Linked DNA regions of Mus musculus: regions 1, 2, 4 and 5 are each linked to region 3. The links are chromatin contacts, called in public promoter capture Hi-C maps. All regions are on one chromosome and are shown on one strand. The core of a region is the stretch at or near the end of the contact, and the rest is flanking DNA. Distances in the headings are between cores, read along the strand shown.

Evidence for each region. Promoter capture Hi-C pulls out the DNA fragments that hold promoters and counts their contacts. Capture Hi-C pulls out chosen DNA fragments and counts their contacts.
Region 1: a contact with region 3 is called in a promoter capture Hi-C map of pre-B cells, with 9 times the contacts expected there. The contact joins the promoter of Gid4 here to the promoter of Nt5m in region 3. A contact is called at or near these places in 23 of 39 promoter capture datasets (the 3T3-L1 cell line, 3T3-L1-derived adipocytes, the C10 cell line and 15 more), 11 of 484 Hi-C or Micro-C datasets (CD4 T cells, CD8 T cells, CD8 central memory T cells and 4 more), 18 of 115 datasets of contacts at active chromatin or transcription factors (the 230-238 cell line, Th17 cells, astrocytes and 14 more) and 3 of 9 other capture datasets (adipose tissue, embryonic stem cells and liver).
Region 2: a promoter capture Hi-C map of liver shows a contact between it and region 3, with 2.8 times the contacts expected there. The contact joins the promoter of Smcr8 here to the promoter of Nt5m in region 3. A contact is called at or near these places in 5 of 39 promoter capture datasets (the HPC-7 cell line, liver, pre-B cells and 1 more), 2 of 484 Hi-C or Micro-C datasets (both in CD4 T cells) and 7 of 115 datasets of contacts at active chromatin or transcription factors (bone marrow-derived dendritic cells, bone marrow-derived macrophages, cardiomyocytes and 4 more).
Region 4: a promoter capture Hi-C map of liver shows a contact between it and region 3, with 3 times the contacts expected there. The contact joins the promoter of Drg2 here to the promoter of Nt5m in region 3. A contact is called at or near these places in 7 of 39 promoter capture datasets (cranial neural crest, embryonic stem cells, hematopoietic stem and progenitor cells and 4 more), 2 of 484 Hi-C or Micro-C datasets (pre-megakaryocyte-erythroid progenitors and regulatory T cells), 6 of 115 datasets of contacts at active chromatin or transcription factors (bone marrow-derived macrophages, embryonic forebrain, embryonic limb bud and 3 more) and 4 of 9 other capture datasets (adipose tissue, liver, macrophages and 1 more).
Region 5: a contact with region 3 is called in a promoter capture Hi-C map of liver, with 3 times the contacts expected there. The contact joins the promoter of Btnl10 here to the promoter of Nt5m in region 3. A contact is called at or near these places in 1 of 39 promoter capture datasets (liver) and 1 of 115 datasets of contacts at active chromatin or transcription factors (memory CD8 T cells).

What each region holds. Positions count from the first base shown.
Region 1 is chr11:60,415,763-60,421,412 of GRCm38.p6, reverse strand. It overlaps Gid4 (GID complex subunit 4, VID24 homolog), which reads right to left and starts at 4,268. Exons shown (of 6, transcript NM_025757.4): 1 at 3,569-4,268. The coding sequence starts at 3,757. Atpaf2 (ATP synthase mitochondrial F1 complex assembly factor 2) reads left to right here and starts at 4,379. Exons shown (of 8, transcript NM_145427.3): 1 at 4,379-4,662. The coding sequence starts at 4,503.
Region 2 is chr11:60,773,636-60,778,921 of GRCm38.p6, reverse strand. It overlaps Smcr8 (Smith-Magenis syndrome chromosome region, candidate 8 homolog (human)), which reads right to left and starts at 1,397. Exons shown (of 2, transcript NM_001085440.1): 1 at 1-1,397. The coding sequence starts at 894. It overlaps Top3a (topoisomerase (DNA) III alpha), which reads left to right and starts at 1,557. Exons shown (of 19, transcript NM_009410.3): 1 at 1,557-2,000. The coding sequence starts at 1,821.
Region 3 is chr11:59,844,914-59,850,701 of GRCm38.p6, reverse strand. It overlaps Nt5m (5',3'-nucleotidase, mitochondrial), which reads right to left and starts at 2,629. Exons shown (of 5, transcript NM_134029.2): 1 at 2,330-2,629. The coding sequence starts at 2,572. It also overlaps a transcript of Cops3 not described here.
Region 4 is chr11:60,452,440-60,458,117 of GRCm38.p6, reverse strand. Drg2 (developmentally regulated GTP binding protein 2) reads right to left here and starts at 3,527. Exons shown (of 13, transcript NM_021354.2): 1 at 3,375-3,527; 2 at 1,407-1,567. The coding sequence starts at 3,438.
Region 5 is chr11:58,915,800-58,921,889 of GRCm38.p6, reverse strand. Btnl10 (butyrophilin-like 10) reads right to left here and starts at 3,982. Exons shown (of 6, transcript NM_001363414.1): 1 at 3,698-3,982; 2 at 2,936-3,022; 3 at 2,417-2,770; 4 at 1,320-1,598. The coding sequence starts at 3,020.

The DNA of each region.
Region 1 (5,650 bases), core at 3,019-5,518, 570 kb before region 3:
GAGGAACTGTCACAGCAGTAGAAAGGCTGAGAATCAGAGTTTTCAGGGTTGTTGAGATGACTCCGTTGTTAAAGTGCTTGTTATGCAAGTATGAGACTCTGAATTTGGACTTCAAGTATACAAAAGAGCCAGGTGAGGTGGGGCACATCTGAACCCCAGTGCTGGGGAGGCTCAGACAGGTCAGTCCCTGGAATTCCCTGGCAGTTAGTCTAGCCCATCAGTGAGTTCAGGTTCACTGAGAGACCCTGTCTCAAAAAATAAGGTGGAAAGCAATAGAGGAAGGCACCTAATATAGACCTCCCATCTCCAGGTATGTAAGCACTTGTGCACTCACAGGCATGTGTACATACCCCACTGTTCTGAAAATACAGGAAAAGATACAGCATCTTTTGAGGAATTTCTATTAAGACCATGAGATACCATTTCATACCCACTGAGATGACTATAATCAAACAAGTTTGTAAAGTGTGAAGAAGTTGGAGCCCTCATATACTGTCAGAGGAAATATAAAATGGTGTAACTACCTTTAAAACCACTGGTAGTTTGCTAAAGTATTAAACCTAAAGATTCTATAAACCCCGGCAACTCTATCTCTAGGTTATCTATATTTATTCAAGAGAAACAAAACCATGTGCACATAAAAACTTGCATACAGCTGATAGTACATACATATAGTCCTAGTACTTGGGACAGGGAAAGTAGGAAGGTCACTTGGAGTTAGGGGTTCAAAGCTAACCTAGGCAATATACAGAGATGCACACCACCAAACCAAAAATCTGTATATGAATTTCACAACAGCATTAATGATAATAGCCCCAAAGTAGAAATAACCTAAAAGTCTATCAGCTGATCAATGGCTAGACAAAATATAGGCAACGTTTACAAAGAGCAACAACAGAATGGAATGAAGTACTGACATGTGCTGAGACATGGATGAGCCCTGAATATATGCTATGTAAAGAAGCAGGTCATGAAAGGAAAACTATGTGACCCTATTTATACAACATGTGCGGGACAGGTAGAAGATGAACCTAAGTTTTTGGGTTTTTTTTTTTTGTTTTTTTGAGGATGGGTCTCATTCTGCAGCCCAGATTCTGGCCTCAGGTTCTGAATTTTGGAATTACAAGTGAATACTACCAAATCTGGTCTCAGAATAGGTAAATCTGCAGAAAAAGATTAGCCTAGGATTGGTAAGTGTGATGGCTGAGGTGTACAAAGGTTTCTTTTGGGGCAATATAAATGTTCTAAAATCTGGTGATAGTTGTATAACTTTGTGAATATCCTAAAAATCATTAAGGGTACACCTTGAATAGGTAAACAGTATGGTATGTGGAGTGTATCTTAGCAAAAGTACTTAGGCCAAACAAGCAGGTATACTTTCATTGATTTGACTTCAGAGTCCATGCCTTTAACTGCAACAATATTCTGCTTCCTAAAAATAGTTTAAGTCAAACAAGAAAAGCAGGAAAGAAGTTGAATTATGAAAGACAGAACTTTTCTCAGAGGGCTGAGTCTAGAGAAGACCAATTAACATAACAGTTCCTATGCCCCTACCTGATCACAGTAACAAGCTCACTGGCAGAGATGTAGGGGAGCATTCCGTGGCACGACCACCAACCATTCCCACCACTCGGCATTCCACGGAAGGATATGGGCTACCCGACACCTACCAACCATGCCTCTAACTCAATCACTATTTCCACTGATTCACAAGGCCCCTGTCGAGGCAGGGAACAACAGACAAATGATAGGAACAGACTTCCCTTTGAAACCTAGTTGCTCTGGCAGCTATGAACCTATTACATCAGAAATCAGTAAATGGGCATAAATTCAGGGCCACTCTAAACATGATCCATGTAGAGAACTCACTTCCAGAATTTTATGATTGAATGAATTAAAAAAACAAAAAGCCTAATTTTTTTCATACTATAGTATCACATCTTAAGGAGGAAAAAAAATGATTATCACAGTAGGTAACAAGACTTGAAATAACTCAGTCACAGCTTTCCAATGACAATAAATACCATACTTCATGATAGAGCTTTATGGGGAAAAATTACATTTAATAAGAGTATGGTTTTCCCAATCTCAAAGCTGAGAGAACTATTTCTACAAATGGTAGGAAAGAAAAGAGCTGATGAGTGTGCTGCAGTTAGAAAGCAGAGACACTCTCGAGTCTTTGGAGTGGGAGATCTATTTGCTCAAAAGAATCTGAGATGGGAAATTAGAACCAAGGGTGGTGGATGCTGTACATGTTCAATATACATCTCCCCGGGCCCTGGGGCAGTATGCACCTCTAAACCTCTGGCTTTCAAGGAACAAGACTTGGGGAACTACCTAGGAGGTGGCATTAGGAGAAAGCACACAAGGTGGGACAGGGAATTGGTCTTCTGGCAGACAGTTTAATACCTAGAAAGAAGAGTATTGTGGAGAGGGGAGATAGATAAAAGAGAAATATCTACTCCCACCAATCTCCTTCAGTTGGGAAAAGCTTCAAGGGGGAGAGAAAGAGGTGGAGTTCTGGAAAAGAAAGGCCCAGAGAAGATGAAGCTGAAGTTTCAAAGTTGTTCAGGGACTGGCAGCCACCAGCCAGTACTCAGATATCCAGGTCAAATAGGGGGAGGTAAGTGGACACAAAACAAAACTGTGTTAGATTTCCCAGTACTTAGGCATCTGAGGCTCGGAGGAAACTCTGGAGCTATGCAGATAACAATCAGCAACACTACAGCCAGCAATAGCAACCAGCTAGATCAAGGTGCGAGGTCTGGGGAGAGGCCAGGGGGACTGCCAGGGATGGGAAGGAGCCACAGCAGGGTAGGGTAAGAAGCCTGGGACAGGAAGCAAAGTGTAGCAGCGGATGCCTATGAACTGACTGACGCCGGGTTTTGGTACTGGAAGGCCCCACGAGACAAGGTCTTAACACTAAGTGGTGCAACTGGAGATATTTGGGTGTGAGGCTCCCTGGTCTTTGGGGAGCCTCAACCTCTGTGGGTTGTCTCAGCCAATGGAGGGAGGTTGGCCACCTCTCCCCCGTCAGCAGTGGGCTGACTGAGTTCTCCTAAGGAGCAATGTCCCTGGCACTCAGGATGGAGTTGGGGTCAGAGGAAAAGCTTCATTCCGGGAGAATGTGACACTGGCCGCTATCGAGAGGTACTGAGTTTGGGGCAGCCAATGGAGAGTTTTTCAGGATCCGACAGGGACTGGTGGGAGGGCTGGCTGGTGTAGGGAGGACAGGACTTGGGAAGAACCGACTCAGGCTAAAGGACGGCTAGTCATGGGGGAGCTTCCGGATGCCCAAGCCGGCGAGTCAAAGGCTCTAAGTGTGGGACAGTCTTCGGGGTCTGTCGGAGACTGGCCACTACAGGCTCTGAGTCTAGGGGTGGGCTAGGGGTAGGGTTCGAGAGTGTGACATCAGCTGGGCAGGTCCCGGTGGGAGGCGCCGGGTGCAGGAGGCCCCGGCAGTGAGAGGGCCTGGTCCGCGGCTGAGGGCTCGAGGAGCCCAGGGCAGGCCCGGCCCGTGAGCGCCGCGAGGAGGCCCTCGGGCCCGGCCTTGCCGCCTGGCGCTCACCTGCAGCACCACCTCTACGTCGTACGAGTTCCCCTTGCTCTTCTGGTGGCCACGGAACTTGGAGCCGCTGTAGAGCAAGCTGGTGGCCACGCCGGGCTGCTGGGTGTTGATGGGCGGCGGCGGGATGAGTGAGGCCGCGGATGTGGTTGAGGCACCCGCCGGCGGGGGACACTCGGTGCGGACCGGCATCGCGGGGTCCCCCGGAGCCAGGGCTGGGGGAGGGGGAAGGAACCGCCGCCGCCGCGCGGGAGCCGAAGCTGCGGGGAGGGCGGACCCGGGCGCGCACGCGCGGGGGAGGGGCCGGGGAACCACCCGCCCGCTGAGGCCAGACCAAGCGCTCGTGTTGCCACCTGGACCCGGAGACCTGCAAGCAGGGCCTCCCAGACCTGAGCTGGGTCTCCCTTCCCACTTGCCCTCGCGGGTACACACACACACACACACACACACACACACACACACACACGCACGCACGCACACACACACACACGCGCATACACACTCACTCACTCATACACACGCGCTCACACACACACGCGCGCGCTCACACACACACAAACACACACACACTCTGCAGCTTCCAATTGGCGCGGGCGCGCTGGAGAGGCGGGAGCAAGCTCACGCGGCGCTTCCGCCCATTGGCGGACAGAGAAAGCACGTGGCGCAGAGCGCGAACGGCCCTCTGGGACTTGTAGTTTTCTTCCCGTGGCGCGGCATGGAGGGGGCGTGGCGAGCACGTTTATGATGCTGATTGACGGGGGCGGGAGTGGCGCGCAGCGGGGCGCACGGCTGCGACGGCGCGCCGTAGGTGTCATGAGGAAGATGGCGGCGTGCTGAGGAGGCTGAGGGCTATGAACCCTTGGTGAGAGGTTTCCGTACAGAACCAGCGAGGGGTGTGGGGTTCTCTTCGCTCTTTTCCTGTACTCTGTTTCCACGCATGTGTCCACCCAGGTCCTTGGGCAGGATGTGGCGAATCTACCCCCGGCTGAGGGACCGGTGGCGCGGTCTCTTGGACCGGCGTCTCAGTGACCCCACCGTCTCAGTATGGCCGGGGCCAGCTCCGCAGCCTCCGGCCCGGGCCTATGTCCCGCCAACAGGTGAGGCCCGGACATAATGTGACTTTTTGGTCAGGAGCCAAGTCGGGCTCACCTGGAGGAAGGTTTCTGACGTGCAATGCGGGGTGACAGGCAGGGTTCAGGCCTATGCGAATATTTAGAGCAACAGAGTTCTGTTTCAATTTGAAAAATGACATCCAAACAAGTGCGAGGGTGACTTTAGGGGACACAGCGTGCCCAGGACACGAGATATTTGGCTCTTGAGGCTTTTCTCAATTTCCTTTATTTTTTCTTTTCTTTTTATTTTTTCGGGGATAGGATTTTTCTGTGTAACCCTGGCTGCTCTGGAACTCACTCTATAGACCAGGCTGGCCTCGTACTCAGAGATCCTCCTGTCTCTAGTTCCTGAGTGCTACCACCACTACCACCACCACCACCACCTCCCAGCTTCAGGGTTTTTTTGTTTGCTTGTTTGTTTGTTTGTTTGTTTTTCCTTTTAAAGGGGAGCAGGTGTCTTAGTTGGATTCAGAAAGGAAAATTTGGGCTTTCAATCAGGACATCCAAGGTCACAGAGCAGACTGGTTGAGGCTATGGAAGGCAAAGACTGACCTGACTGTGTTGTGTCCTCATGACTGTGTTGTGTCCTCAGGACCCAGCAGAAGACTTGGCACAGAGGCAGGCCTTAAGTCTTCCACCACACACAGCACACTTCCTTAGGGGTTTGCGGGCCCTCTGTCCTAGTGCAGTGCCACAGCCTCTGCATTCTCTGCAGCTTTCTCTAAGTGGGAGTTTATGCCAGGCTTCTTTGACCTACTAAGGACTGTAATAAGACTGAAAGAAGGTTATTTCATTGCTTCTGAAAGAGAGATTGCTACAAGTGAGGTTCACTTCAGTGAATGAAAAGTAGTGATGACCTCTCTAAATTCAGTTAGTTGTTTTGTGTTGAGGGCATGTGGTCTCACCTGAATGATTCTCAACATCAGATGCAGGATTCATTATGCTTACGAAACAATAGTTTGCAATATATTGT
Region 2 (5,286 bases), core at 148-2,647, 930 kb before region 3:
GCAGGTATAAAGGTCTGCATTAGCGGACTCCTCAGGATTAGAGGTAGTGGATACCTGGTCAGCCTGATCCTGGGTATGCTCTGTATCACCAGGCTGCAAGTCAGGGATCTTCGTCTTCTGACGAGGGTATGAGCGGATCTGCCTCAGCAAATCTTGATGTTCGATGATGGACTTCTCCACATTGGCCAGTTCATTGGCTTTCTCAATCGCCTGAGAAGAATAAAAACCCTTGTCGTTGGCTTTCTTCTGGATCTCGGTTTCTGTGTGTAGCACTGTCCTTGTGTAATCCAAGTCTTTCAGCTTTTTTTCAAGTTCCCCAGCGAATGCCTTCCTGTTGCCCATCTTCAAGCACTCAGATGCTTTGGAAAATTCGGCCGAGAGCTCTTGGAACTGCTGCATGATTTTATGCTGGTCTGCGGAGATATAAGCCATACAAAAGGGCCTCACAAAGCCCCTGGCCTCCAGGTCGTACAAGGTGAGGTGGTGCACATATGCAAAGGCCCCTTCCTTAGAGTCTCCCAGTACCACTTTAGAGTCTTCCACAAAGTTCAACTTGGGGTAGGCAGAACCGGGAGGATGGCCTACGAATGAAGCCTGGTAATCCACCGACATAATCCGCAAAGAGAAGTAATTAAGATCAAAAGTGCCAAAAACTTTGGTGTCATTGGGGATGGTAAGCAAGGGCTGGGGTCCCACCTGCTCAGAGAACTCGGAAATGAGGATGAAGTCCCTGGAGAACTTGGCCCCAGACAGTTTAGACCAGGGGTTTGCCCCCTGGCTGGCATAAGGAAAGAGAGGGACTGAGTACTCCTCAGGCAAAGCGGGCTCATTGTAAGGTTCTTCCTCGTATTCATCTTCCTTGGTGAAGGCCACCACATCAGGGGCGCTGATCATATTTCCTGAAATATGGCAAGCACATTGAGAGGAAATGGAAAATAATGTAGGGTTGGTCGGAGGGAGAGTCAGGCCTCTGGATGCGAAAACGAAGTTCTTGCGGCCTTCTTTGCACTTCCGGGGATCCTAAACTGCCCTGTCACACAACGAAGAACTCGAATTGCCGCAGACTCTCAAGGTTTGGGACCTGTGATGCCCTGGGCAAGCCTCATGAACTCCAAAGCTGCAGGTCCAGATGACGGAGGCTGGCCATTCTCCAGCGTTTGCCCGGGCCGGCGCAAGGTTCCTGAAGCTAGGTCACCAGCACTCCCCGGAACCTACCGGCGACATCAACAGTCCCAGCTCTGATCGTGTCATTAATCCTCGCCACGGGCTACCGCAGAATCAGTCAAATGAGTCTCCCCACGACCTAAGGGCAGAAACTGTCGCCGCTCCTAGGACCGTACTGTCCCAGGGAAGCTACCGCGGCACCGCCATCTTGGTATCACATGACTCCCCAGCATCAGCGTCGCGTGACCCGGAAACGCCCACACAGACTTCCAAGTTAGTGGCGCCTTTTAAGAGGCCCTGCCAATCAGATCTTCCAGAGGACAAGTCCCGTTAACTACCCATTGTCATAAAGAAAAGGAAAGTAGAATACAGTGGGGTGGAAGGGAGGAGGAGAAACGGTGTTGGAGGAACGTGCACAGGGCATGAGGCATTCTGGGAGTTGTAGTTCAAGGCTGCTTAGTGGCGCAGTGGGCGGAAGTTGTCTGTGAGCGCGAGTTTAAGCGAGACTCGGACGTGTGGGTTTCTGATCGAGGCGGCAGTTGCCTGGAAAAACTGCATTTATTAAGGTGGCTCTCACAGTTCCTCGTGGCTTTTCCTCTGGGTTCTCCAGCATGCACGGGCACCCGTGGAGTTGCTGCTGGAGCAGGACCTAGGGAATGATCTTCCCGGTCACCCTCTTAGCGTTTCAGTGGCACCGACGGCCTGGAGGCCGTGCCCTGTCCCGCGCTGCCATGGAAGTGGCCTTCCGAGGAGTGCGAAAAGTTCTCTGCGTGGCGGAGAAAAACGACGCTGCCAAGGGGATCGCCGACTTGCTGTCCAACGGGCGTATGAGGCGGGTAAGAAGCACTTGGGTTCTGCTTCCCTGAGGAACGCCCACAAAGTCCGACAGCGCGTTGGGTACCGGGAGCCCGGGCGAAAGCGACTCCGCCTATTTTGCGAGAGGCCCCTCCCGGCCGCCCTCACTTCTCGGTTTCTCCCTAGCCTTCAGGCTTTTTGTAAATGTAAAACCTTTTCACGCTTTTGATAGACCTTTGCTCGCCGGATCTGTCTGCTCGGCTCACATACCAGTGGAGCATTGCTCTCCCTTCTTTGGGTCTGGAGTGTGAGAACACGTGTATTTTAAAACTCTTCCTTGGTCAATCACAAGTTCAGTAGTATTGGAAAGCGGTAACCAACTCCTTTATCTTGGCGTTCAAGCCTTACTTATGGAATCCTGTCCCTGCCTTCTGCAGACCCTGTGACTAGGGTGGTGGCACCCTAGGGGTAACACTTAGGTTTAGGAACTAGAGAAGTCAATTACTACTCCTATAGACTGATTCTAAGATACACGAAAGATAGGATTGTCTCCTGACAAAACGGAGGTGAGAAGGGTAAAACCCCAAGGACTGTTGCGTTATCATTCAGCTGGAGGCCCTTCCTAGGAGCTGTTCCCTTTTCTTTGCAAACAGTTGGATCTCCAGACCTCTGCCTCCAGTTTTAAAATACCCGGAAGGGGGAGCCAAGGTTAGGTGGGCGCTGGCCCCTAACTACTTCACCTCTTAAAAATGTCTTTGAGTAATAATTTTTTCTTTTCTGTTTTGGAGACAGGGGTCTCACGATGTAGCCCTGGCTGTCCTGGAACTTGCTAAGTAGATCAGGCTGGCCTTGAACAATGGAGATCTGTTTGCCTCTGTCTTCTAAGTACTGGGGTTACAGACTGACATTCAGCCTAACTACTGCTTAGATCTCTCTCTCTTTTATTTTTTAATGTCTATGGGTGTTTTCCCTACATGTATGCCTGTGTATCAGACACATGCCCACCGAGGCCAGAAAGGGTATCAGATCTGGTTGTGAGCCACTATGTGAGATATGGGAATCGAACCTAAGTACTCTGAAAGAGCAGCAAGTGCTCTTAACTATTGAGTCATCTCTCCAGCCCCTTAAATGTCTTTTTTTAAGGAGCGCCCCCTGCCCCCCATACACGCACACACTTGGCCGGGGATTCTTTTCTCCCTCTCCCCCACCCCCTCTCTTTCTCTCGATGGCTAGTTGGTTGGTTTTTGGAGACAGGTTCCTCTGTGGTGTAGTCCTGTTTGTCCTGGAACTCACTATGTAGACCAAGCCAGGGCTTCTGAATCCTGTACCATCACAACACTTAGAAGGCATCTACAGTAATGAGACTGCCAAAGCTGGAATAAAAGAGATTGTTGCTGCTTTGTCCATACCATTGAGTAGATTGGAATTGAGTCTTTAAAACTGTATTTTATTCAGAGGGCTGGCAACCCTAGAAGACAGCTTGTCTCCAGCTGGCAGGTTATATAGAGACAATGGGGGTGAGGTAGAGAATGAAAGGCGGTCAGTCGCTTTGGAGTTCAATCGTGCCCCCTGGTCAGCCATATTTTGAGATTTGTGTTGTTCTGTAAGGATAAGTAAGAGTTAAGTTTGTAGGAAGAAATAAAAGATGAGAAACTAGATGAGCTCAAACAGCTAAAGCAATTGATATTTAATGCCAGAAATGTGGTGTTTGTAGTTCTGACTATGACATGACCAGGGCACAGGACCTCAGCACTCAATGATCAGGGTCCAAGAGAATACACATTTCTTGCTTCAGGCTGGGATTTTTGTAGCTAAGGATAGGGAGTGGGTGAGAGGGATTTGTTTGGGGCAGAATGAGGAAGTTAGCTGTTTTCCTTAGATAAGCAGTTTGGTCTGACTGCCAGGTCTGTTGTCTCTGCCACCACTGGGTATCTGGAGTTGGGCCTGCTGCCTTCTGCAATCCTTAAATATTTATTTCTTGGAACTTTGATCTCAGTTCCAGGAACTTGGCTTTTGGGGAGATTCATGTTTCAATTTGGAAGAAATGTCGTACAAGCTTAAGTGTGGTAAAGTATGGGTTGTATGACCATTATACTGTCTAGTTCCAGAAGGTAACTTTTGTCTCTTTATTTTTTTTAAGATTTATTTATTAATTATGTGAATACACTGTAGTTGTCTTCAGACACTTCAGAAGAGGGAGTCAGATCTTATTACAGATGGTTGTGAGCTACCATATGGTTGCTGGCATTTGAACTCAGGACCTTCAGAAGAGCAGTCAGTGCTCTTAACCACTGAGCCATCTCTCCAGCCCAACTTTTGTCTCTTTAAAAGAGCAAGTACCATTGTTAGCTCTGTCATGCCCACCACAGTTAGCCCGCTCTGCTGTTAACTATTGATGTTGTTAGGGGGTTGGAGTTTTTGTGTTAAGAGTCTCATTCATGTAGCTGACTTGAGGTTGACCATAAAGTTGCTAGGAGTGGAGGCTGGCCATAAACTTTTTTTTTCTTTCTTTCTTTAAACTGGAATAATCAGTTTATCTTATTTTTATTTTTGTGCATGTGGTGTGTGTGTGTTTGTATGTGTGTGTGCACGAGTGTGCAAGCACATGCTTGTGCCCTTGAAGGCCAGAAAAGAGCCCTGGGGCCTCTGCAGTTATAAGCAGGGAAGGCCCCTTGATGTGGGTGATCTTCTGGAAGAGCAGCAAGCACTCTTAAGCACTGAGCCATCACAGTTTTACCAAACTTAAATGGTTGTGAGATATTTCCTCCAGATTGAAACATGAATTCTGACACCCGCCCCCCAAAGACAGAAAGCTCAGGTCTTGAAACTGAATTCAGTGTTGCTCAGGGTTCCAGGAAGTAGCAGAAGGCAGATGGCCCAACTCCAGACATCCAGGCCTTGAAATCTTAATCTTCCTGCTCCCACCTTCCAGTATGATCATAGAAGTTTGGCAGGGTGGACAGCTAATCCCCTTTCTGACCTAGATTTGCCTATTCTAAACATTTCCTATAAATAAAAGGCATGGCCTTTTGTGTGGGATTTATTTAACGTAGTCTTGAAACCCTATTCGCACTGTAGCACCTGTTAGTACTTTGCTCCTTTTCCTGGCTGAACATTTTAATGTCTCGCTGTATCACACTGTGTTTATCAATTGGTAGGCATTTGAATTGCTTCTGCCTTCTGTTTATTATAATTAGGACTGGGTGCAAACTGATTTGCAAGTGTCTGTTTGAATAGCTGTTATGATTATGGGTGTCCTATGAGTGGAACTGCTGGGATATGTGGTAGCTACCTATAACTTTTTCAGGAATCACCAAGTGTTTTCCC
Region 3 (5,788 bases), core at 1,380-3,879:
ATCTCTATCTCTTCTTCCTCCTTTTCCTCCTCCTCTCTATGGTACGGTTTGAAACAAGTCAGCTTGCAGAGTCTGGGTAGATTTCATTTTATCCCATTAGTATATTCCCGGGGCTGGAGAGACGGCTCAGAGGTTAAGAGTACTTGTTGCTCTTGCAGAGGACCTGGGTTCAGTCCTAGCACCTACATGGTAACTCCAGTTCTAAGGCTTTGGATACCTTTTTCTGACCTTTTGTACACCAGGACTGTACACAATGCACATGTGTATATAAAAGCAAAACACCCACACACATAAAACTAAATTTAATATATTCCTACAAGGAAACTATGTCCCCCAAATTCAAATGTTGGTCAGCCATCTGTAAGTGAACCCTATGCAGTGCAGCAGTTGATTGCTGAGGTGACAGAGCATTTCCTTAGGTTTAAAGCTTTCATAGGTCTCAGCACGGGAGAGATCAGCTATCTGGGCTCTGTGGAGATGCTTGCAGCAGTACCATCTGTGAATGAACAGAAATGATACCCCATGTCCCCTTTAAATACCTGTCCCTCAGTAAACCAAATTACTGTGGAGGTACCTTCTTTATCATGTAGGGGCCTGGGAGCTGGGGGTGCAGAGCTGCAGTGCTAGGACAGAACCCTAGAGTCTTGTACTAGCTAGACAATCCTCTACCATTGAGCTGTATTACCACCCACCCCCGTACTGTATTGAAATCAAAAGAGAAAGCAGAACAGAGAACAGGGCAGTAGGGTGGTTGGAGAGAATTGTGTGGAGCAGGCAGACGTGTTGCTGGGGCTTGAATCCCATCTGCGCTCCTTACTACCCCGTGATGTGATGATGGCAGGATGGCAGGTCTCCTTGTGTGCAAGGAGGAAACAGGAGCATCTTCCCACAGCAAGATAAGGGAATGGAGAGAGTGCTGAGTGAAGTCCTGAGGCAATGTGCTGTCACTGACATAGGCAGAGCTGTGTCAGCACCCCAGAACCTCAGACCCATGAAGGAAGGGCAAAGCCCCACCCCCATCCCCTGGCATGAAGAAGCCTTCCTCTGGTCCAAGTATAGAATTTGACAGTATATGCAGAGAATGGCCACTCTAGCTTTCCCCCTTGAATGTTTCCCCCCTGCAGACTGCCTCCCCTGTTTCGTTACACCTCTGTCCCCATCCCTGCCCATCCGTATACACCCGCCTTTCTGTTGATCCCTACAAACACCCTGGGCTTCCAAGAGTGCTGTGGTTTCTCCAGAAAAGAGCCCAGCTCTCTGTGTGTCTTTTTCTTCATGACCTCACTGCCTTCAGTCCTGGAAGACTGTGAAGAACGAGATGTTACAAACCTGATAAGTTAAAAAACAAAAACAAAAAACACTCCTCTGACCATCAAGCACTATAGCCCCTAGACAACCAAGTGAGAAACGCTGGAGTTTCTAAGTTTATGCTGAGCAAATCCCCCTATTCCTTTCATAGAATAGTTTAAGTCTCCAAATTACACTTTACCAAAAAGCCTGGATCTCTGTCTAGCCATGAGGGATGGGAAGGTTGGGGGAGTGGTGCCCAAGGTCTTACCAAAAACCTTACACTGGTCAAGAGGGAAGTTTCACTCTTCCCAGTCCGACTCCCCATGTGACACTCTGCAAGTCACATTCTCTAGCATACAGTATCACTCAAAGTTATGCTTCCATGGGGTAAAAGAGGATGGCAAAGACACTCCTGTCAATTTCATTGGGAGGGATAGCCATGTCTGGGTAAGAGACTGAGAATGCTCGGTTTTGTTTTTTGTTTTTGTTTGTTTTTAATGTAACCAATTATCTGAGGCCAAACACACCAAGAATTTAAAATTCAAGCCCAGCATGGCTTGCAGTCTCAGCTTCTTGAGAGACTATAAAACAGGAGGATCAAAAATTTAGGCCTCCCTAGGCTACACAGTGAATTAGTTCAAGGGCAGCCTAGGGAAGCTAGTGAGAATGAAGGACAAAGTACAAAGTAAGAGGATGGGAGATGTAGGTCAGTGGTTGGGAGCCTGTCTAGTCTACAGAGGTCTGGGTTCAATCTCCAATATTTAGAAGAAGTGGATACTGAAGGGCAGCGGCAGGAGAGAGGAAGAGAGGGGAAAAGGGAGTCCAGCTGGGAAGGGGGATTAAGGAGATAGCTGGAAACCCAGCAACAGCTGAATGGTTGGTCCCTCTAGCCCTGTAGCCCTAGTCCTCCCAGGATCCGTGTGGTACCAAAGAACCCGCCAAAGGTCATTGGAGGAGTCGAGCTGGCTTGGGGCTGGACAGCTGCGGCCTCAGTTTCCCCTCCCCGCGGGGCACGGCTGCGGGGCCGGCTGGTGCTCACGCTTAGCCCAGGCTGTAGCCGTCCGTACTGCTCCGACACCCAGAAGCCGCGCCGGTCCTCCAGCGCCACGAAGGGCAGGTCGGGGAAACGCGCGCGGAACTTCCGGAGGAAGCCGCCCTCAAAGTCCGCCAGCACGCCGTCCATGTCCACCAGCACCCGCAGGGCGCGGCTGCTCGCCCGGCTCCGCTCGGCCCGTAGCGGGGCACCGCGGGGACGCGCACAGCAGCCGCGCAGCCTATGCATCGCCCCGCTCCTCGCCCGGGGCCCGCGGCAGACGCAGCCTCCACCGCGGACACGGACGCGCAGGCTCCGGCCCAGAGCGAGGCCGGCGCGCAGCCCCGCCGCCCTTAAAGGGACATGCGCCCAGAGAAGGTGAGCGCGACGTGGGTGCTGATCGCCCTGGGACATCCAGTCCCAGGTTACAGCCGCCTGTGAAAGCCAGACTGGAGCACTCTTCCTACTGAGGCAGTGGTGGATGGAGGAGCTCACCACCGGAGGAACAAATCCTTAGGTATTTATTGAGCGCTTACTTCGTTGAGCTCTGAGCCCAACAAAGTTCCAGCCATCCCGGATTATGGGTACAGGTTTTTAAACAGCTTGTCATTCCCAAGTATAGACAGGGAGGATTTCAGGTTTTAGGTACAGGTAAAGGCAGATACACCTGCTGTGTGTGATCCTCTTTGTTCATAGATGCTGAATGTTTGCAACCATAACCTTATAAAATTTAAAGCTATCAGAGGTGTAACCTTCAAATCTATAAAGGTTCTAAAAAAAACAGATGCTCTGTGTCCATCCTAACATCACTGGATTCAATAGTGAATCTCCAAATATGTCTGTAAATTTGTTACTGTGCTTCATGTTATTAAAAAAAAAGGAATTAGTAGGTAGAAAAAATATTTTAAAGGATGCAAACATGAAGGTATTTTTGGTAAAGAAAGGTCTCTGTATGTTAAATCTTGGTCCTTCCTGATCTAGATTCCCAGCACCCTGCTGGCTGCTCACAATCCTCTCAACTCTGAACACAGGGGATGCATACAGCACCCTCTGCTGGCCTCCATGGGCACATGTGGTGCACAGACATACATATTGCCAAAACGTGGGGAGAGAGAGAGAGAGAGGGAGGGAGGGAGGGAGGGAAAGAGAGACAGACGGATACACAGGATGTTTGTAAAGATTTTTTAAAAAGACTCTGTCCTAAAGAGAAGAGGGATGGCTGGATGTTTCCAAAATAAGAAAGATAAAGACAAAGCTAGAAAGCTCATGTCCCAAAAGGCCAAGCAAGTTACATGGGAGGACCAGACAATCTGTTGTGAGATTATGTTTTCTGGAAATGACAGAAAAACTTCCATAATAATATGGCTGCCTAAATAAGACCACAACAAGGAACCACCACTGATAGACATGCTAACATGGAAGAGAGACAGTGCTCACAACAGTCTGTAGCTTCAGTTTCTGGAGATTCAACACCTTCTTCTGGCCCCCTCAGGCACCAGGCAAGTGTGTTATACCCATACATACATTCAGGAAAAATAAATATCTTTAAAGAAACTCACCCTCCTTGTCATCTATGAACTTCATTCTCTAAGTTCATGAGACAAGAATCTAGAGGCACTGACTCAGTAAAAGCTTTGTGACTATTGTGGACGCCCGATTCGCCAGCAAGGAAGACACCACAACAGGATTCTTCTGCACAGGTTTATTGGAAGAGCTTGATAGCGAAGCCAAAAGACCCCAGCCCCAAAACTGGCGCTGCTTATATAGGCCTAGGAGTGGCGTGTCTATACCTGATTGGTTGTGCTTTCAGTGCCTCATTTACATTCCCCGGGATGGGCTTTGATTTGGTGAGAAACCCTTATGCACATGCGCACAATGGTTGTTTACCTGAACTTACGGGCGGTGGCCAGCGGTGGCCAGCGCCATCTTGTAATGGCGTATGTGACTTCCCACAACTATGAGCTGCTGGAACCCTATCCTGAGGTAAGCCCACCGGGGCTAGAGGGCTTGGCACAGTCAAGGGTCTTCCTAGTTCACAAGGTTTTCAAGGCAGTGAACAAGAGCTGGGGAGAAGAGGCTCTTCCTGTGGGGCTCCCTGAAAGTTGGGCAGGGAGCAGCAGGGTTGAGTTTTCAAGAGCCAGACAAAGCTGGACCTTTTATTAATGCAGCTGTGTGAGTTGTCCATGCACCTCTAACTAACCCCTCACCCTTATGCGTGGTGGTAATCTGAGTAAACTCATCGGTTCACCAAGCTAGTCTTGGGTGGAATTTTTTCTTTGGTCTATCATATCTCTCCAGGAAAAGTCACACAGCACAATCCATAAAACATGCCACTTCAACTGGGCTTGGCTGGCCAGATCAAGTAGCACAGTCACCCTGAGCTTCAAAAATGGTAGAACGAAAAGAAGTGGGACAGTTGCATGTTGTCTGGGGTGACTCCCACTGCAGTGTTGGTAATCTTCAAAATCCTGACCAGAGTGACCGTCTTTCAGCAATTTGTCATTTAGTGTCCCTGTGCCAGCCTGCAGCAGGAAAGACCATCTTTCCTGGGACAGTGTTTGCTGAGCCCAGCAGGATGCTGGGCTAAGCTGTGCTGGGCTGGAGTGATGCACACAGCGCATCACTTTCCCAGAGTCTGGTTTGTCTGTTTCACATTTGCTGAGCCTGTAGTCACTCACATCTGCTGTGTTAAGACAAGCTTAGGTTTGCATTAATACTGCTGCAGGTTACAACTGTACCTCAGGAGACAGAACGCGCTGCCTAATGTCTAAGTCCTGATCCAATTCCTAGCACCACACAGATGAGATATAGTGAAGTACATCTGTATTCCTGGTGTGTGTCTGTAGACAGCACTACATAAAATTGAAGCTTAAGCCGGGTAGTGGTGGTGCACACCTTTAATCCCAGCACTTGGAAGGCAGAGGCAGCAGATTTCTGAGTTCGAGGCCAGCCTGGTCTACAGAGTGAGTTCCAGGACAACCAGGGCTATACAGAGAAACCCTGTCTCGAAAAACCAAACCAAACAAAACAAACAAAAATGGAGCTTAAGGGTTTGGGACTTTTTCATGGTCCTACAATTAAATCTTATTAATTAGACTCATTTATTTTGCCAAGTGGAACTTGATTTTTTTTTTCTTCAGTCTGCCTGTGCCCTTTTTATTTAGGGTGAACAGTGTCTCAAGAAAGTCATAGGACACACCAACACCTGCCTGAAGGAATCACAGAAGGTGCAGTGCCTTTAGACTTACCGTATCAGGACACTCCTAGCCTAGAGCAGGGAAACAATGCAGATTTAAACAATTCAGTGATAAGGGTGAATCATCAAAGGCAGTGCCATCTTGTTCTGACTCCATGTGGGGATTTTAAAACAATTCTCAGCCCTCTATACCCAGAACAGTCATATCTACCTTGGCAATGCAATTGAGATTTCTGACAGATGGACCATGGTCCAGATCACTAACCAAA
Region 4 (5,678 bases), core at 2,278-4,777, 610 kb before region 3:
AAAAAAAAAACCTCCACAAAAACCAAAAACCAAGGTGGAGAGCCTGAGAAATGACACTGGATATTGTCCTAGCCTCCACCCCTATACATATACACGTGCACAAACAAACACCCTCAAACACATGTACCCACACACATGTGAATAGAGAAAAATAAAACTAAAAATCAGGGCTAGACAAGGTGAGGCACACCTTTAATCTTAGCACTCAGGAGGCAGAGACAGGTAGGTCACTGTGAGTTTGAGTTTGAGGTCAGCCTGATTTACAGAGCCAATTCCAGCCCCTGCAGAGCTACACAGTGAGACACGGGCCTTGAACCAAAACAAAAAGTAAAAACCAAAGTATGCTGGGGCTGCCTAGAATCAGGGGAACAGGGCAGGTGAATATGGTGAGGGAAGCCAGGTTAGTAGAAGTTAAAAGAGCTATGAATCCAAGCATGGACACAGACAACAGCTTGCCCTTAATGCATGGGTTGTAACAAGGGTGTTTCCTCAGGTAACAGTGTTACCAATAAAGAAACAGTTATCAGGACTCTGGCAACTCTCTGCAACAACAACAAAAATCCAAGATCATTCTAGCATTAAAAACCTATTGTCTCTCAAGATGGCTCAGCAGATACAAAGTATTTGCCACCAAGCCTGACAAGTTGAGTTCTATCCTATGGACCCATAAGGTAGAAGGAAAGAACTGACTCTTTTAAGTTCTCTGACATCCAGTGTGGCACGTATTTGAAATGTATTAAAACCTTATCTGCCCTGGCAAAGATGCTTACTTAATCATACCACATAAAATGTGAGTCAAGATAGGACATTAAACTGAACCACTTTCCAGAAGAAACTTTCTAGAAGACTCCACAGTGACATCATCACTTCACTTGTAGCCAGTCTGTGTGCTAGCTCTGAGGCCCAACTTCTCTTGACTCTCATCACCTCCGCTCTCCTGATGCTCACTTGGGCAGATAGCCCAGCTCTCCCAATGTCTACAGGCAGGCTTCCCCTGAAGGGCCTCTCTCAGCAAGCTCCCTCACATCGGTTAGGACCTCTGATACACCAACCACTCACTAGAGAAGCCTTCAGCTACCCAGACATGTCTTGAAGGACCTTGGACTTCCTTGGAGCTTAAAACCAACTAAGTGACACCTGAATTTGCTCAAATTGTCTTTTCTGAGAGGAAGTATGTGCAGGTAGGGATGGGCATCCCAGTATCGGGCCCAATGCCCAGCATAAGGTACACACTGTGTGCCACTGGCTCAGTTGGAAGGCCAACTATTCCTGCTAAGGAGAAGAAAGAGTAACCTCTAAGTTAGGGCGATAGGGAGGTAAGACTTTGAGGGGAGGTAGGGATGGGCATGCTGTAGGTAAGTGACCCTCTATTGTTCTCCCCAAGGTCCACAGAGACCATCACTGACCTTACCCACAGAGGGAAAGCCAATCAGTGCCACACGGGCATCACCTGACTTCATGACATCAAAGCCCTCTCCTTTGGATGAGGCGGATTTGGATGGTTCCAGGAGCTGGGCCCGATACTTGGCCAGTTTTGCTTTCAGCAGGCCCAGGTGGTACTCGGTGGCTGGAGGATGGAAAACAAGACAGGAACAAGTGTCAGGGTCTCTACCTGGAGGGTCAGGTGGGGACCCACATAGGGCCAAGTGCTGAGAACATCAAGACCAGACAACAATCACCTCAAGGAGACCTCAAGGGTTCCCCTGGTACCCCACTGGTATCTCAGCATCCTAAGGAGCACGGATGGGCAGCACTAATGGTACTTGAGGCAGACAGAAGGTCACAGGGCTGCTCTCTGCTCACTCTGGAGCTTTACTCTCTCCTGGTAGCTGCCCTAAAGATCACGAACCAATTCCGAACAGCCGGGAAGTTCCTGAATTCGTGACTTGTCACATCCTGAAGACGTCCAGAGAAAACCTGGGTCAGGCTTGAAGGCCTCAGGTCTGCCCTGCTTCTCTATGGACACAGGGCACTTTCTGTAGTGCTGGAATTCCATGTGGTGCACCACTTCATGGAAGAAGGGGACACTGTGGCATACACAAATTTGCCATGCTGTGATCAGCCCCTGACGGAATCCAGGAGGCCACACAGCCTCCCTGCACACGTCCCATCACTGCGGCCCCAGGCAGAGGATGGGTACCTTGTGCTTAGTTCTCCTGACATCACCCAGCACTCATGGAGGGAGAACAGACTGTTTCACTGTACACCTGTCCCTTTTCCTTCTCCTTTATAGTATTGTCAGGCCGGGCGTGGTGGCGAACGCCTTTAATCCCAGCACTTGGGAGGCAGAGGCAGGCGGATTTCTGAGTTCAAGGCCAGCCTGGTCTACAGAGTGAGTTCAAGGACGGCCAGGGCTACAGCGAGAAACCCTGTCTCGAAAAACCAAAAACCAAACCAAACCAAAAAAAGTATTGTTAGGGTTACCATACTGCTTCCAAATTCTGGGGAACAGGGTTAAGTTACTGAGAAGGAATTCTGTTTCAGGTCTTACCGAATCCGCATGATAGCAGGGACATGGTTGAGACTGAGGACCTCAGCTGTCCTGCCCCAACTCCTTCCACCCTTCTCTGACTTTATCCTTGCCTCAGGACCTATGAACCTGCTGTTGCCTGAATTTAAGTCAGATCAATCCCACCCTGCCATTACTGCCTGGAAAGGTCACTTAGCCTTGTGCATCCGAACAGGAAGGGCAGCAGCACTAACTCTGTCACCACATTTCTTCAAGACTCGGGAAAGCACCAAGGCTAGACACTGCTTGGCAGTCCCACCTCTCCACTGATCCCCAACCCTCACAGTTTGATGCTTCCTTGGTGTTGTGTATTTGGGGTGGTTTACTTTAAATATTAGGTGATCACTCTGGCAAGGGCTTTGCACATGTGAACCACAACAGAGCGGGTGTTATCCCTATCCACAGATGAGGACATTGGGTCGCCAAAAACTGACATGACTTTACAAGGTTACATAGCAAGAACGTAGTGGACAAATTCTCCAGTCCCTACTTCCTTGACACTAGCTCGCTGGCGCCTGCCTGTCTGCCGGGACAAGCTGTTTTGTGAGATGTCTTCTCTTGCCCTTCTCAGCATGAAGGCCCAGCTGCCAGGACCCTAGGGGAAAATCTCCGACACTGCCTTTCTGGGTCACGGGCTTATTGTGCGCGCTGAGGTTTCTCTACTTGAACACTGAGTCCAGCACAGATCAGATCTCTCAAGAACCCTGAAATCACGTCGCTGAATGTGCCCGCTCCCGCCTCACGCACGCCTCGGCACTTCCCCGGTGTTTCTCCGGCCTCGGTGGTGGCTCCAGTTGTCCCCTCATTTTACAGACAAGAAAAACAAGGAGGGTAGAAAGGGAGACCCCTCCGATCCCGCCCTTACCCTTGTTCTTCTGCGTTCGAGCGATCTCCTTCTCGATCTCCGAGATTTTCTCCAAGATCCCCATAGTTGCAGCTTCGGCGGAGATTCACGCTGCCTATAGCTTACAGCGCTGAGCGCTCACGTCTAATGCCGGAAGCAAAGCAGTCAGAACCAGGAAGCGCACCAAGAATGGAGTCCTCCCGAGCTCCCGGTGCTACGAGATTCGGAGTCCGGGCACACCACGTGGAGAGCAGATACCATCCGTTCCTACCTCGTCCAGCTGCGATGAGCATCCGGGTCTTGACTTTGGTTCGTTAGGACCAGACCCCAAACTGCTTTGAGTTTGCAAAGCAGAGGGGGAATCTCTTTTCTCTTTGATAGTGACAGAAAAGGAGATGGGCAGAAAGTCTTAAGGCTCCCATTTTGTAAAGGCAGTAAAAGAGTCTTGGGGTCTAGCCTGCTGGAGTAACCTTTAATCCCAGTACTCAGGAGGCAGGAGCAGGAGGATTGCTGCGAATTTGAAGTCAGCTGGGTTGCACAGCTAGTATCAGTGTCAGATAGGAAAGCAAACGAAAAGTTCAAAACTGGGCTCAGCCGTTAAGAGCACTTAATGCCAGCTTTAATGTGGGGTATTGTTTTTTTGTTTTTTTAATTTTTAAATTAGATGTATTCATTTTATGTGTGTTTTGCTTGCATATATGTATGTACACCATGTGCATGTGCCAGTGGAGCTCAGAACAGGGCACCAGATCTCCTAAAAGTATAGTTTCAGACGGTGGTGAACAACCACGTGGGTTCTGGGAATCGAACATGTCTGTTTCAAGAACAAAGTGCATGGGGTCACCAGTCTCGCTTGCATTGCAGTTTCCGAATAGGTATTGCAAATTACAGCTGTTAAATGACAGTGCCAAGATAGAATGAAGCTCTGGCTGTGAACTCCAAGTCTACACACCCTCATGGTAATGCAGTAGATGTGTATGCTGTTTCTGCAAGGTAGTACGATTTAAGTGTGGTAGGTTTATATGATGTTTTGAGTGGGTATCAAAAGGTGATGGAGCATTTTGGAAGCTGGGGTGGTCAATGCAGATGAGAAGGCCTGAGAAGCCCAGGCCCAAGTCCTCAGGTCCCTTCTGCCTCAAATTTCCTTTTAAAAAACAATTAGCATTCAAAATAATGGGTTATAACATTTTAAAAGATGTTTTATTTTCCATGTATAAGTGTTTTGCCTACATGTATGTGTATACCACATGCATGTCTTCCTTGTTGCCTGCAGAGGTCAGAAGAGGGCATCAGATTGCCTGGATCTGGAGGGATGCTTGTGTCCCACCATAGGGGTCCAGAGTCAAACCTGTGCCCTCTGCAAGTACAAGTGCTCTTAAGCACTGGGCCATCTCTAGCCCCATAACATTTCCATTCATATACCTGTATCTTGCACTTCTTTTATTCCCTATCCCCACCCCTTCCATCAACTCCTTCCTAATATGGCTGTTGGAATCTTTTACCACCACCTTGTAACCCCAGAAGTAAGCTCACTTTGACTTTACAGTTGGGGGAAATGGCTCAATTTCCAAGAATGCTAACATCTTCTCTGCTGTCTGCTTCATGATCCCATGGTCCTTAATTTTTTTGTTTTGTTTTTGCTGCCTGCCCGAGAATTGGGCCTACCTCAAGATCAAGGAAAAGGCAGCTAGCCTTTCCTTCAAGGAAGATCCGACTCCTCCAAACCTAAGTCTTGGAAGCCAGCTGTGAGCTCCACTGTCCATGCAGATCTGTGGAGATGGGGCTGGTTTGCACAGGGAGAGGTCACTATGCTCTATGTACATATTTAACTTGTCCATCAAAAGATACTTCAGCAAGGTCAAAGACACTGGAGAAAACCACAGAGGACACAGAGAGTTAATGTTCAGAATACAGTAAGGCCCATGACTCAACAACACAACAACCCCATTCTGCTGAGTTACTGATGTAACCCAAACATAACACAGTGATTGACGTGTGTTTAGTGCTTAGAAGAACCTGCCAAATCAGGAGCCTTAGGACAGTACGTGGTGTAGAAAGAGCCCTATCCCTTCTCCCAGAGCTTCCAGTTCTAGATGGGATGGATTCTAATCACACATAAGACAAGGACTACAGACTAGTGATGCCCAGTGCTACTCTCTGTATGCTAGGGATGAATATATGTGTGTGTGTGTGTGTGTGTGTGTGTGTGTGTGTGTGTGTGTGTGTGTGTGTGTGTGTGTGTGTGTAGGCCAGAGGCTAACATCTGATGTCTTTCTCTCTCTTTGCCTTTAAGATTTTTTTGATTACATTTTATTTATTTTGTGG
Region 5 (6,090 bases), core at 2,733-5,232, 930 kb after region 3:
AAAAAGTTGAAAAGCAAAGGATTATAAAGAAATAAAAATTTACATGACAAGCTACATCTATCCTTTAGTAGCTAACTAGGTAAACTAACTGTCATCTATCCAGACAGTGGGATAATTCAGCCCCCAACAGAAATGATTTATAGGCATGGTGGTTTGAGTGAGAATGGCCCCCATAAGCTCAGATGTTTCAGAACTTGGCCCCAGTTAATGGGACTGTTTGAGAAGGATTAGATATGGCCTTGTTGAAGGCCATGTGTCACAGGGGGTGGGCTCGGAGTTTTCAAAAGCCCATGCCAGGCCCAGTGTCTCTCTCTCTCAGCCTGCAACTGGGTCTCTCAGCTACTTCTCCAGCACCATTTCTGCCTGCCTGCCTGCCTGCCACCATGGTTCCTGCCATGATGATAATGGACTAACCCTCTGAAACTGTAAGCAAGCCCCCAACTAAATGCTTACTTCTGTAAGTGGCTTTGGTCATGGTGCCTTCTCAGTAACTACCAGGCAAAGGTGAATCATGGAAAGGCAAAACCATGCATAGAAAGAAAAAAAGGTCCGGTTCTCCAGGCATTAAGTGGGAAGAGGGAATGCAGTGGACTTACAGGCATTGTGCAGTACCGACAAATAGATAACAACTCTCCCATGTCCACACCCCGAGCACCCAGCACTGGCGAGCCCTACACACTTGCTGCTGAGCCTGATTGCTCTTGCCTTTTCATTCCTGTCATGCTCCCTTTCTGGGCGTTCATAACCGAGAGCGCTATGACCGTGAGATGAGGTGTATTGAAGACCCAGGAGCTGGAGAGACATTTCAGTGGTTAGGAGCTCTGCTGCCCTTCCTGAGGAACTCTGGTCCCATTTCCCACACCCACATGGTGGCTCACAGCGACCATCTGTAACTCCAGTTCCAAGGATACTGCAGACACACACTGTACTTACACGCAGTCAGTATAACACTCATACACATAAAATAAAAATATTTTTTTAAAGAAAAAGTCTATGCATTTTCTGATTTAATTTGCCATCAACTAAAACTTCTCTAAAAAACAAAACAAACAAACAAACAACCCCAATAACAACAACCAAGATCCATTTAAAAACAACAACAGCAACAGAAAAGCCAGTATCAGGGTGGATCTTTCTTGCTTCCCTAGTGGATCTCCCTGCATCCCTATCCCTGCATTGTCTTGGAAACCAACATCCCTACGACCCTCTTGGCCAGGCTGAAGGGAGGATCTTCTCTGGCTCTGCCTGCATAGCCTTCTCCTAACATCCCTGGCACCCAGGGCCTGGTTCTGCTGTCTTTGAACTGAGCAGATACTCACCCAGCAGGTAAGTCTCTGTCACCTTCTCTGGGAGGAGGGGATTGGAGATGGAGCAAGTCAGGCCCCCCACAGCCGTATCCTGGGGAGTCACAATGGAGAGCAGGGCCACGAGGCCAGTGCTGGCTGAAACTGAGAAGTGACTCTCAGCAGACACTGGTTGTCCTTTAAGGTCCAGCCACTCCACCTTGGGCTCGGGGTACCAGCCTGCTGAGGTGCACTCGGCCCGGATGCCTTTGTCCTGGGTGTCAGTCACACGGATTCTGGGGGACGAGCCCCGCCCTGGAGGAAGGAAGAGACAGCAGCTCAGATCCTGCAGCTACAACTGGTGGGAAGGGATGGCTTGCAGGTGTTAAGTAGGTTCTATGAATCTGCATGGAGCACATCTGTGTGATAACATTACTAATGCAATACCTTCATCCCAAATAAAACGGTTGAGAGAAATGGGGGTGGGGGAAAGAAAGAAAGAAAGAAAGAAAGAAAGAAAGAAAGAAAGAAAGAAAGAAAGAAAGAAAGAAAAAAAAAAACAACCCAAAGCTTTCTACTAAGTATGAGAATGAGGAAGGAGCTAGGGTCTGTCACCTAGGAAAACTTCTCCATAGCCCCAAACAACCCAGTCTCTCTCCTGTCTCCCTCCTGTCTCTCACTTTCCCAAACCTCAGCAGTTTCAGCCTCTTTGTCATTCTCCCCATTTCTCTTTGTTATCTCTCTGGGCTCCTGACTTCCCTCTGTTCTCTTCTTCACTTTATTTCTGTCTCCTGTTCACTGTCTTCCTGTTTCTCCCTCTCTCCTTCCACTTCCCCCAGCTGTTCCCATGCCTTGACCCCCTCCCCCACATCTGTGCTCTCTTTCTGGTACAAGGGTGTGACATAAAGGCAGACGGAACTACACCATACACAGAGCTTGCAGGGAAAACAGCTTTGCCTAGAAGCAGGTGTCACCAAAGCCTCTGCAGCCTTAGGACTCAGGGCTCTGGGGACCGAGGTCTGGAATCCTGGCTGACACTGAGAGAAGCTGAGGAGTAGAAGACACTCCCCCCAACACACACACACACACACACACACACACACACACACACACACACACACACGAAACCTCACCTGCCACCTTCAGCCACAGGGTGGCCTGGCTGTGGGATGTGTACTCCTTAAACACACAGTGATAAGTCCCGTTGTCAAACACGGTGACGTTGTGGATCTTCACAGCAGCTTCTCCCCTGGCTACATGGCTGCCGTTGAATGAGGTCCTTCCCTTATATTCCACCATCTGCTCGTCATACACATCCTCCCCATTCTTGTACACATGCACGACTGACGAGGGCTTGTCCCTGTACCACCTCAGCTCCATGCCCTCAGCGCTGATGTTGAGTGACAGTTTGCAGGGCAACTCTTTGTCTTGACCAACTATGGCCAGAAGTGGGTGGGGAGGTCCAAGGACGAGGAAATCTGATTTTCCTTAGAGATGCAAAGGAAAGGACTAGGTTAGGTCACAGGCAGGAGGCAGGGGCTCCCCTTGTGCCCCCATTTTCCTCTTTGAGAGTTCCCTTAAACCCCAGCTTTGTTGGAAGCCCCAACCTGACGCTGGGCGCTCCTAGGGTCAGAAAGGGAGGGGCGTCCTACCGTTCCCAGAAGTCAGGAGTTGCAGGAAGATGAAGCTGACCAAGATGCTTGGCAGAGTAGCATCTCCAGGGTGTGCCCTTGCCATATCTATTGGGGACACATAGAATTAGATACACATTAGTTATGGTGAGAGAGAAGCTAGGGATCTAGTAGGAGAATGGAGAAACAGCTTAAGAGAGGTAGCTGCTTGTTCACCTACCACATGAGTTCTTAGTCCTAGAAACAGGGTCGTTCCGCACAGACCCCACCTGCAGAATCCCGCGGCTGCCCCTCTGTGTGAGTGAGGCTCCCTCCACCACCCACTCCTGTGTGACTTTATACACAAGCTCCTGCCCTTTGCAGGCACATGGAGAAAAACTAGCTCCAGTAGGCAACTCTCGGGTCATCAGAACCCTGTGACACCCTCCACTGTCTAACTGCCCTGAGACAGTTAGCAGAACCCTCCAGCTAGGGTTAGAGGACACAGCTCTCTCCTCAGCAGGATGAGGACCCCTCCCCCCCCCAAACTCAGGAATTTAGGGTAGTTAGCACAATCTGTTTGGAGAGTGTGTTTTGGTAACTGGGGGGCCAGTCCCAAGAAGCCCGTCCTGGAACAGCCTTAGGCTGCCCTTCATATCTAGTGTGTCCTGTAGGCAAGGGCTCTTGTGTGGCTCCATCTTGGCTTACTAGGGCAGCCACAGGTTCTCCCTGCCCATTGAGCATGTGGAGACATCCAACCCAAAATATGGAGGCGCGCCATTAAAGAGGAAAACACTCACTTACCTCTGAGCCGGCTGCCTGCTTTCCAGGTTCTGCTGACTTTGAGAGCGTCAGAGTTGGTTGGGTTCCCTGAGAATTTCAGATTGGCAGGGCACAAGCCAAGTGATCAAGCCTCGCCTCCCAGCGATATGAGAGGGGAACCTAGAAACTGAAGAACAGACAAGCTCACCAGCTTCTGTTGAGTCTGGTTACTGCCATCAGAAAATAATTAACTCTTACCTTCGGTAAGGGCAGTTTCGACAGGAAAAAAAAAAACCCTCCCTAAGGGGCATATGGCCAGCTGTACTGAGCATATAAGATAAAGACGCTGGGATGAGGGATAAGGGAAGGCACGGAGATGAGGGGAGGTGGCCTGTAGGAGGGTGGCAGCTGGGCCAACTTGGGGACATCAGGAGCCCAAAGAAGAGGACATCTATTATTCGTGCTGGGATCCTAGCCAGCCGTAGGAGTTGGGGAGTTCAGATAAACTCTGGTTATTGAGACCTTTGAGAGCAGCCACGTTGGTGCCGCTGCCTTTGGGAACATTGTGACATGGTATCGAAAGTGACAGGATTTTGGCTTTGGCTGTGGAGACTCCTGTCCAGAAATCCAGGGCAAACCCTTCCTCATCTCTTCCCTCTGCCCCATCACCGTAAGGTCCTGGAAGCTTCACCGGAGCCAGTCTTACACCTGTCAGTTGAGTGAGGCACTGGGCCAGGCTCTATTTGACCTGGTTGTCCTTCTTATTGACTTAAAAGGGTTGGTGTCTCTAGAGACTTTGGGTAAGGGAGGGCCACTCGGCTCTGTGCAGGGCGGAGTGCTCACTTTAACTCAGCAGATGGTGTAGGACTCTTTTTTTTTTTTTGAGACAGGGTTTCTCTGTATAGCCCTGGCTGTCCTGGAGCTCACTTTGTAGACCAGGCTGGCCTCGACCTCAGAGATCCACCTGCCTCTGCCTCCGGAGTACTGGGATTAAAGGTGTGAGCCATCACACCCGGTGGTGTAGGACTCTTAGGTGCTCTAGGCCAGGCAGTAATAAGAAAGTCCAGGCCCAAGGTCTTTTCTGCTTGTCTCCTTGGGGTGCACCTTCTGGTAAACAAACACCAGGGGGCGCCACATGAAACCATGAGTTATGTTAGCTAGGCAGCAGTGCCCCCTGCAACTCATCTCCCCGATCCTGTGAGTCAGAACGGAGGACTTACACTATCTAGAGAAAGCCCTCAGCAGCCTGAGTGTTTGGTTTCAGACGGGGACAAGGGACTGAGGTGCATACTTTACACATCAAAGCAGCCCTGCCCTCCAGGTTCTCCCTGCATCCCTTAGTCCCTACCTGGCATACCCTGCCCCCACCTTAAACTTTCCTGCCCAGAGGCTGGGCTGTCCTTGCCCCAGAGGCTCCTCCCTATATAATCCAGACATTTTGGTCTCTTCTTCTCCTCTTCTCTCTCTCTCCCCTCCATCCCTTTTCCATGGCGACTTCCCTAGCCTCAATCCTTGGGGCCAGTGAACTTGCCCACCTGAGAGCAGCTTCCCAATAAACCTGCCTTTAATAGAATCTAATCTGGTTTAAATTGGCTCATTTCAGTGGCAGAGAAATAACTTATCACTGAGATTCCTCAAAAAATTAGAAAAAACACTACCCCATGAAGCGTCCCACCACAGGGAATGCACTCAAAGGAAATTATACCAGTATGTAAAAATGATGGATGCACTCCGAATGCACTGCCACCCTAGGGTTTTCATTTTTTTGTTTGTTTGTTTGTTTTGTTTTTCTTTTTGAGACAGGGTCTCTCTGTGCAATAGTCCTACCTGTCCTGGAACTCACTCTGCAGATCAGGCTGGTCTCGAACTCACAGAGATCCTCCTGCCTCTGCCTCCCGAGCGCTGGGATTAAAGGTATATGCCACCACTACCTGGCCAGCCCTATTCTTGATAGCTAAGAGAAATTAAATAAACCCACAGCACTGGAGGGTGAAAAGCTAGGCAGCAGGACTCTGCAACCAGAACAGAGCGAAACCTATCATTAGTAACAAGATGCACAGAACTGGAGATTTTTTATGTTAAGTAAGATGAGCCAGGCACAGAGAAATGAGCACAGCACTAGCCAACTCATACATGGCAGCTGAGATGTTGATCTCAGAGAAGGTGAAAGTAGAATGCTGTGGAACAGAGTTTGGGACCAAAGGGGTTGATCGATGGATGCTGAGGTAAGTGTTAAATAGCAAGAAGTGGTGATCTGCTAACACAGAGGATCTGTACTGACTACAGAGCATCTGTATTGATCACAGAGCATCTGTACTGATCACAGGAGATCTGTACTGATACAGAGGATCTATACTGATCACAGGGGATCTGTCCTGATCACAGAGGATCTGTCCTGATCACAGAGGATCTGTCCTGATCACAGAGGGTCTGTA